3 separate regions of the Mus musculus genome follow, and regions 2 and 3 are each linked to region 1. Evidence: chromatin contacts called from public HiChIP or PLAC-seq data. All regions are on one chromosome and are shown on one strand. The core of a region is the stretch at or near the end of the contact, and the rest is flanking DNA. Distances in the headings are between cores, read along the strand shown. Region 1 holds the start of Wdr4 (WD repeat domain 4). Region 2 has its middle 3.0 kb from the start of Gm30509. Region 3 has its middle 24 kb from the start of Abcg1.

Region 1 (2,823 bases), core at 188-2,687:
TGATTTTTTAATTAATTTATTATATATGTGTGCATGTGCGTGTGTGTGTTCTGCCTGCATGTATGCTTGCATACCAGAAGAGGGCACCAGATCTCATTATCCATGGTTATAAATCGCCATGTAGCTGCTGGGAATTGAACTCGGGACCTCTGGAAGAACAGCCAGTTCTTCAAGCCCTCTGGTATTATTTTTCAACTCGGCTTTCCTCCCAAATTTATAACTGCTGAGGCTGTCTTTACAGAATTCAGAAACAAGTCTCACCTGCCCCCGTGAGCTCCAGGCTCTTACTCATGTGGGAATCAAACACTTTCCAAATCAGAACTTAAGCTCCCTTCTTTTGCTCTGACCCTGTACCCTGACAACCTATAAAGTGGCAGGCACCAAAGACTTCTCCAGTTAAACACTCAACTGCAGAAAGAAGAGTCATTTTCCAAGTCTGAAACTTTGTTGGCCAATGGCATTCCCCAAAAGGCACAAATTGAGGAACGTTCCTAATCTTCACATGTACCAAAACTAAACGGGAAGGGGAAAAAAAGAAGCCGATACGGACTGCCACTGATCCTCTAGGCTCGTGGTAATCAACTACTTGCTCAAAGAATCCTTTGACCGAGCACAACGTATACATAAAGACAGAAATAACATAAAGCAAAACTTTATGTCGTGTGAAGGGTCTTTAGGGAGATGCTCACTTCAGGTTCTGCGTGCGTCCTGCCTTTGGGAGGAGTCGGGTTAAGAACCCAAAATCCCTTAAGAGCAACTAGAGCCCGGTTGCAAGACGCAGACCAAAGATAGAGCATGTTTTGTGCTCAGTGAGAAAACCTTTAGGGTTCCCTAATATATGACCCTCATCAGGGAGGTGCCAAGCGGGCCAAAATTGAACACCAGGACCCCCTAGAAGCCTGGGCAATGCGACACCCACGTGACTTAGCCCTCCCAGCGCAGCGCAGGCGCCTCAGAGTCCGGAAGTACCCCTACTCTGAACAGAGAGAGCGCCCGGGACCCGCCGGGCAGGTTACGGGGCGTTGCGCCGTGGTGAAGAGGCGCCGAGGACAGGGAATCCGGGAGGACACAGAACACTGCCGCGCCGGCCCCGCTGCCCTCAGCCCGGGCCTCTTACCTGCCCGTAGTGGAGAAGGCTAGGAACCGGCTGCCTCCTCGCACCACCAGCGTCTGGGCGCACAGTGCCAGCCCCGCAGAGCTCGCCATGGGCCCGCCCGCCGCCTCCGGACACGTGCGACGCGCTGCGCCCTTCCTGTTGGCGCTTGTCAGTGATGTCACTCGGCGCCGCGCGAACGGCGTGCCGTCCAGGAGCATGCGCGCAGGGCGTAGTCTCATTTGATTTCGGTGCCCGGAGGTGCTGATGCTGTAGATCCCTCCACCTGCCTTTGGTGATTGACTTTTCTGCCTGTCAGGTTAGGTGGCTTCTCTTGGACGGGGTCTGGTACTCATTGTGTGCCGGTTTAAAAAAAATAACAACAAAAAACTGCTGTGTGGCATCAGAATTGGATGGCCAGGCCCAATATGTAGCCATGAATGCGTACGAGTCACTGGAAATGTGCTCATTTAAGACAAACACCTCTTGGACCCCCAGCTGTCAAACGAGTCTAACGGTGTGCCTGCCCAGATCACCAAAAGACTCGTTCCATCCATCCCAGTGACTCACGACGTCCAGAATATTGTGGTCTCTTATAGGTTGGATGTGAACCTCCAAGGCAGCTCCTAAAAAGATGGTTTATTTGCCCCACCCACCCAACACACCCTAGTGAAAGTAAACTCTTTGATCTGATCAGTGTCCTGTTTCAAAGTCACACTTACTATGCTGTGTACAACTGCTATCTTAAGGTTGTGCAGTTCTCTGAGTGAGTCTAACTTATAAAGCAGCAATTGGCTCCATTTTTACCTGAAACTGAGTCAGAACGACTCTTCATTTTACTTGTACAAGCTGGGAGGTGGTAGCACTCGTCTTTAATCCCAGCACTTGGGAGGCAGAAGCAGGCAGATCTCTTGAGTTTGTGGCCAGCCTGGTCTAACAAGTTCCAGGATAGCCAGGGCTAGACAAAGAAACCCTGTCTATAAACAAACAAACAAACAGTAAAAAAAATCTCTCGTGCAAATGAAATCACCACCTACAGATGCAATTAAGTTAAATCATGGGTGAAACAAAATCGTATCAGAGAAGTCAGGTCTTGAGCTTATCCAACGCCATAGCAATGAGAAATGGAACCCCTTCGCAGGACTATAAAGCAATAACCTAATACTAAGGCACCACTGAGCTCCTCTGTCACCATGCCCTCTTATACAGTGCTGACACTGAGGACAGGCAGGCCCATGCCCAGGTATGCAATAGCTCACGCGAGACAAACGCTAATGTGATGATGGCATCAGGCTGTCACACGGCTGAAGCCCACTGGGCAGACTTCTTAGTACTCATAAGCAGGTTACACCTTAACTGGGCCTGAGATCTGCCCTCTTAGGTGCCTCTCCTTTTCCAGAACCCTCTAGATTACTTTGAAGAATGCGCCCTTTGAATGGATTTTCACCCCTTACTTCCTGTCCTTAGGAAATCCAGAACCCAGAAGCCTTTCTTCGTGTTAAACTACCCACAACTACCCCGGTTTGCCTTGCATCAGTTGGTGGTGCTTTAACTACCCCCTCCCCACAAAAAATAAAATAAAATAAAAGATGGGCTCTCATTTAAATATAACTGAGAAGTCCCTGGCAGCTGATAGCTCCTGGGAGAGGGAAAGTCAGCTTTCTTCAAGGATACAACTTCTGAGAAGCCACGTGACCCATGATCTTGCATATGCTGGCAGCCCTAAATGG
Region 2 (2,894 bases), core at 267-2,766, 360 kb after region 1:
TGGCTTAATACAGGATGGGACCAACAGAGAGGGAGAAGTTAGTGGTGGGGGAGGGGCACCTGTGCAGCCTGGAGGGGTGCCTGAGTCTCCTGCGATGAAGAAATAATATAAGGAAGGAATGAAGAGAGAGGGAGGGAGGGGAGGGGAAAGAAACGTAACCAGGGAATCTCCCAAATGCTAGTAACCGAGGGCCTCTACGATAGTGTGCCCTGTGGGCACAGCTTCACACCGCACCCCTGGCTCACACAGAAACACAGGGAGCCAGAAGCAGGTGGAAGGAGGCTTCAAGGAGCTCCTTCTCGAAGGTGAGCAACCTGCTCTCTCAGGGGTGGGTTCCAGTGTCACCTCTGAGGGAGACTGGGACAGTGTGGCTTCTCTTGTGAGTCCCATGCAGAGTCACACACTACTAGGTGAATGAGGCAAGGCACAGACACTTGGAATGTGTTCGTTTGGGGAACGCTAGCAGTGGGTAGCCTCAGGGTCTAGCTGTCTGTCCTCTCTCTCTTTTTATCTGTAGTTCCTCAGATCTCTGGGCTGATGCCCTCTACTGCTCTCTACCCACACAGGACTGAAACAGATGCTGGCCTTCCTATGCCCTGTAGGGGAGGGGCCCCGAACAAGACATGCCACACTAAAGCCACCAAACCACAAACACTTTGAAGGAGTAATGGGAGAGAGAGAGAGAGAGACTCAGTTTGAAGTCATTGGTTAGTGTGAGGTTGGGGGCTGGGACACTGAGGAGCCAAGTCACCTATAGAATGAGCGTGGTACACTCAGTCACCATGAGTCTCCCAGCAAGTACCTTCACCAGTTCAAGAGGGTCCCCTGTTCCCAGCACCCTGTCTGTTGTAGAAGTCAGTGTTGGACAGGATGTGGCAGGCATCATCAACTCTGCAAGACTCCTTTTATGGGGAAGCCTTGGATCCTCGGTTCGAGAAAGCCCCGTGTAAGGCTAGGGACAACCAGGTGCTTCCTGGGGGTCTCCGAGGACGTCAGCCCACACCATGGTACTATGTTTGCTGCTAGCTTTGGTACCTGGACTGCAGCCTAGTTGGCTTACAAGGCCACTGTCTAATGGATAGTACACAGAGGAGCCTCTGTGCCTGTTTCCATGTTTGCATTTCTGTGTGCACCCATGAATCTGTGTACATACGGGTATGTTTGTACATACGCAGGACTGTTTGTGTGCTTTGTGTTTCTATGTCAGTGGCCGTGAACGTGTGTGTTGCCGTGTGTATATCTAGACTTGCAAAACACCCAACCCCACTCACGTATAGACACTTACGCATATAATGTACCAAATGAGGGTAAGAATGTTTCTTTTATTTAGCCTGGAGCCTCGAGAGAGCACCCAATTGCTGGGGTGACCCGTGGAGAGGTCAGGATGAATCAGACTAATTGGAAACGAACAGGAAAGGGTGAGATCATCATGTTGGATGTGACAAAGCAGCAGGGAGGGCGAGGGTCAGCACTGTGTACTAAACTCCACAGCAAAATAAGATCCAGGAAAGTGGCAGCAGCAGAGAGCCCCGCCCCCTGGACACAAGCGGAGGGAGAGCTCCAGGCAACTAGGCCAAAAGTCCCTCTTAGTGACCAGTCCGCATGGCAAAGCAGGACACTTTAGGTACTGTTTTGGCCAAGGGATGGTGACACACACACATCCATCAGAGAAGTTCTTTCTCCGCTTCCAGACTGCCCTATCCTTTGTGGCCCGCCTTCTCCTACCCCATCAGCCCTGGGCAGTTTATTAACTTGGACAGACCCAGAGCCACACAAAGGGGCACAGGTGTTGCTAATGAGGTAAAAGAAGATGGTTTTATTTGCTCTGTGCCCATATGTCCCTGCTTGATGGCAGTCTGCACTCAGCCAGTCTAAGACCCCAAGAACAATGGCCAGCCAGCAGGACTAGGAGCTGGTCATGTCTGCCTGCCATCACTGTAGGGCTGTAAAACAGAGCTCTACCAATTCCTCCCTGGGGCCCCGGAGTGCAGACGCTGTGGCACATAGCAGTCAGCTGTTCTCGAAGCTTCTCTGTCCGTCTATCTCCACATGCCTGTCGGGGATCGACTAGATCCCTGGGATGGACTCCAAAACCATCTTCCTTTACCCCGTGTCCATCTGTCCGTCTGTCTCCACATGCCTGTCGGGGATCGACTGGATCCCTGGGATGGATTCCAAAACCATCTTCCTTTACCCCGTGTCCAGGCTCAGACCTGCCCTTTGGGGGCCCTGCACTAAGCCAAGTTCTGTGTGGACAGCACAGGCAAAGCTCAGGGCAAGGTGAGGGTTACAGGGCCACATGGGTCTCCTGGTGTCTGGCCTGTTTTGACCCCAAAGTCAGAGCCATACTGGGACGAGCACTGGCCTCTCCTCTGCCTCGTTGGCTCATCCAGACAGCAGAAGTTTACCAAGAAGGGATGACCCAGAGACCAGATGGGTGGTGTGGGCAAGGGAGGCAGAAACGAAGCTCCAGTCAGCCCCTTTGTCCACGCAAGGCCCTTTTCAAGGACTTAGCACTACCACTCTCAAATACTGTCTGTCTCTTCCTTTCCCAGGGCTGAGCCCATTGATCCCATCTGAAGCTGGAAATGATGTCAGCTAGAATTAATGGCTGCTTTATCTGTGCTAGAGCTACGGAATGTGCTAGAATTCAGATTGGTGATGAAGCCATCCCCGGTTGCTGAAAGTAATTCTCTGCCTCCAGAGAGGCCTTGAGAGGAAGCCCAGTGTTGGGTATCCCCTTATCTCTAGTCATAGCACTATCTGTCTGTCTTTCGGCCCAGCCAGGCAGAGCATGCTGGGAAAATCCCATCGGCAGCTGCATCTCCTCCAGTGTGACCACTGGGGTTTCCTGGGGGAACCCACCTGAGGAAGTCTGGCTCATTAAAATCTAA
Region 3 (2,814 bases), core at 181-2,680, 480 kb before region 1:
GTGATACACACTGTCTATACATTCTCTTAGCTTCCTATCCTGTTGCTGTGAGGAAACATGAACAAAAGCCATTTCAGGGAGAGATTTATTTTGGCTCACAGTTCAAGGTATCACAGTCCATCGCTGAAGGCAAGTCAAGGCAGCAAGAGCTTGAAGCATCTGATCACAACACATCCACAGTCAGAGTAGAGAGGTGAATGCCTACTGCTCTTCAGGTCTCTCTCTTCATTCATGTAGTCTGGGATCCTAGCCAGGGAATGGCACCACCCATAGCTGGCAGGCTTTCCTACTTCAATGAATATAATCAAGGTAAACAGACGTGCCCAGAGCTCTGTGTCCTGGGTGATTCTAGATTGATCAAGTAGACGATTCACACTAGCCACCGCACTCACCAAATTGGTTTGCTCTATGCATGTACTTGGGAAATTAAGAGACAAGAGAGAAGAGGGACAAGTTCCAGAAGCCCCTGCCTGGCAGCTTGCTGAACTCATCACTGATACAACATATTTGAAAATCATTAATTCTAGCCTTGCCACCAGGAAAGGACGGATGTTGAGGCCACAGATATGCTAATTAACGCACTCCATCCTTCGCTTTTGGTTTTGTTGTTTGATGCTGGACACAGGATGTGTGCCTCAAGCACCAAGCTACAGCCACAAACCTCTGATTTGATCTAAATATGAATTTTGGCTGGAGAGATGGCTTGGCGGTTAAGAGCACTGACTGCTCTTCCAGAGGTCCTGGGTTCAATTCCCAGCAACCACATGGTGGCTCACAGCCATCTGTAATGGGATCGGATGCCCTCTTCTGGTGTGTCTGAAGAGAGTGACAGTGTACTCGTATAAAATAAATAAATAAATAAATAAATAAATCTTAAATATGGATTTTGCATACATCAAAGTTGCATCTTTGGCCCCATAAATATTTACAATTGTTACATGTCATTTTATTAAAAAGAAAGGAAAAAAGCCTTGTTTTTACTTCAATTTTAGTTTCCTGTTATGCAGGTGGCATGCAGCTCAGGACTAAGGGAGTTTCCTCTTTCTTTTGTGTTCTGAACAACTCAACCTTTGTTATCCCCATTGGGTGACTGAGCAGGTGTTAGCCTCCCAGGGTTGGAAGCTGCTTTGTGGGGAACAGGAATCAGGTTCGGGAGGTCCTGGGGCCTGAGCAGGGGAGGGTCAGGCACCTGGTGGAGCTGTATATGTAGGAGGCAGAACAAGGAAGAGAATGGGCCTGTAGAGACTATGGCTGCTGGAGCCCAGGCCCCGGAGGAGAAAAGTGCCCCTCTGGTGGGCTGTAGACATAGCTTATTCACATGTGCACCAGTGTCTTCAGGATGTACTTGAAGCAGCTTGAGTCTAGACTGCTAAGAAAAACACCTCGACGTGTCAGCATTTTTATATCTAAGAAAAAGGAGGCCCATTGTGGAGTGGCTAAGAGAGCTGGCGCCCAGGATCTGGCTGCCTCATCACCCCATGCTCTGACAAGCTGTGGGCCCCTGGCTGTCTTCTCTGTGAAATAAGAATGATGCAACAGACACCTTGCATGGCTTTACTGCTACAATTGTAGCATCCCAGGGACTGCTCCAGTCCTGGCAAAACAGAGCAGGGATTGAGCTCTAACAATTTGGGCTGTTCAGCAAACACAGGGACGGCCCAGTGTGGGGTAAGGAGGTTTTCAGAGGTGGAAACAGTTAACAAGCATCCCCTACTTAGGAGGAGAGTAAACTGAGATCTGTATTCATATTCTCCTAGGGCCAGAGAAAGCAAAGGTTGGCCTTCTGGGGAGGTCAGCGCCCCCACCTCCCCCACCCCTGCACCGCCCCCTCCCCACTGCTGCTCACTGTCAAATCAGCCAGGGCCTGCCCTGGATTTTGTGGGTAGAAAGAGCCCCAGAGGGTGACTGTTTCTCCTCCATGGGAAGAGAAAGGCTGCCAGGAGCCAGAGTGATAAGGCCAAATGAGAAACCAGTGTTCTCAGCTTGAGATCACATGACCTCCATTGTGCCAACCAGCAGCTGGTGCTTAGAAGGGGCTCCCGGATAACGAGTATCTTCCCCTGCACAGCTGAGGCTGTGGCTGCCCCTGAGAACTTCCAAGGGGAGGTCAGATAAGGCTGGCAGGAAAGGTTAGGGAGGGCGTTCTCCTCTTCTATCTCCCATCTTGGAACCACCTGTCCCTCCTTCCTTCAGACACATGCCCCGTATGACATTCTCTCACATGTGTTGAGCTCAGTGAAGTGACTTAAAGGTTCCTTTAAAATACGAAAGCATGAAAGTGGGTTTCAGTGCCAAGACGACATCTGCAAAGTCAGGAGCTCATCTTCCTAGCTGAGTTCAGCACTTTGCACACTCAGCTCTTCAGAGAGCCCGTCACAGGCTGGTAGACGATATTAGATTGTCTTCCCTGTCAATGCTGAGCAGAGGCTACTAAGGAACCATTCATAGCGGGGCATCCTGAGTACTGAAATCCCCAGGGCTCCCACTATCTTTGAGTATTTGAAGCATCTCTCAACACCCCAAAGACTACTTACAGGGAAGCTCCTGTTGAAACACTCAGTGTTGTAAGGGGGAGCTGCAAGTGAGGAGCGCTTTTAAAGGACACCAGAACTGTGGCCTAGGAATGTGCCTCTGTTCAGAGAAGGTGCTTGCCTGGTGAGCACTAAGCCCTTGGCTCCATCTTCACTACCCTATAAAACTGGGTGTGCTGGCCTGAATCCCAGCACTCAGGATGTGGGGGCGGGAGAGACAGGAGTTCAGAGTTACCTTCAGCTACATAGCTGGCCTCAAGCTCTCTTGGGATACAGGAAACTC

Evidence for each region. HiChIP or PLAC-seq counts read pairs in DNA pulled down with a chosen protein or histone mark.
Region 2: a contact with region 1 is called in a FOXA1 HiChIP or PLAC-seq map of pancreatic cancer cells. The contact joins the enhancer-like site here to the promoter of Wdr4 in region 1. A contact is called at or near these places in 8 of 484 Hi-C or Micro-C datasets (B cells, CD4 T cells, the N1E-115 cell line and 5 more) and 4 of 115 datasets of contacts at active chromatin or transcription factors (bone marrow-derived macrophages, embryonic stem cells, pancreatic cancer cells and 1 more).
Region 3: an H3K27ac HiChIP or PLAC-seq map of large pre-B cells shows a contact between it and region 1, with 3 times the contacts expected there. The contact joins the enhancer-like site here to the promoter of Wdr4 in region 1. A contact is called at or near these places in 7 of 115 datasets of contacts at active chromatin or transcription factors (bone marrow-derived macrophages, embryonic forebrain, embryonic hindbrain and 4 more) and 1 of 9 other capture datasets (liver).

The regions. Positions count from the first base shown.
Region 1 is chr17:31,511,050-31,513,872 of GRCm38.p6, forward strand. It overlaps Wdr4 (WD repeat domain 4), which reads right to left and starts at 1,438. Exons shown (of 11, transcript NM_021322.2): 1 at 1,118-1,438. The coding sequence starts at 1,335.
Region 2 is chr17:31,872,700-31,875,593 of GRCm38.p6, forward strand. No RefSeq gene overlaps it. Among named protein-coding and RNA genes, the nearest start is that of Gm30509, 3.0 kb to the left of the region's middle. Within about 2 kb of position 1,517, at least 67 of the 459 cell types and tissues checked have an H3K27ac peak or open chromatin away from gene starts, as enhancers often do. A contact at or near this core is called in the N1E-115 cell line and pancreatic cancer cells, where this site is marked.
Region 3 is chr17:31,032,276-31,035,089 of GRCm38.p6, forward strand. No RefSeq gene overlaps it. Among named protein-coding and RNA genes, the nearest start is that of Abcg1, 24 kb to the right of the region's middle. Within about 2 kb of position 1,431, at least 52 of the 459 cell types and tissues checked have an H3K27ac peak or open chromatin away from gene starts, as enhancers often do. A contact at or near this core is called in forebrain and pro-B cells, where this site is marked.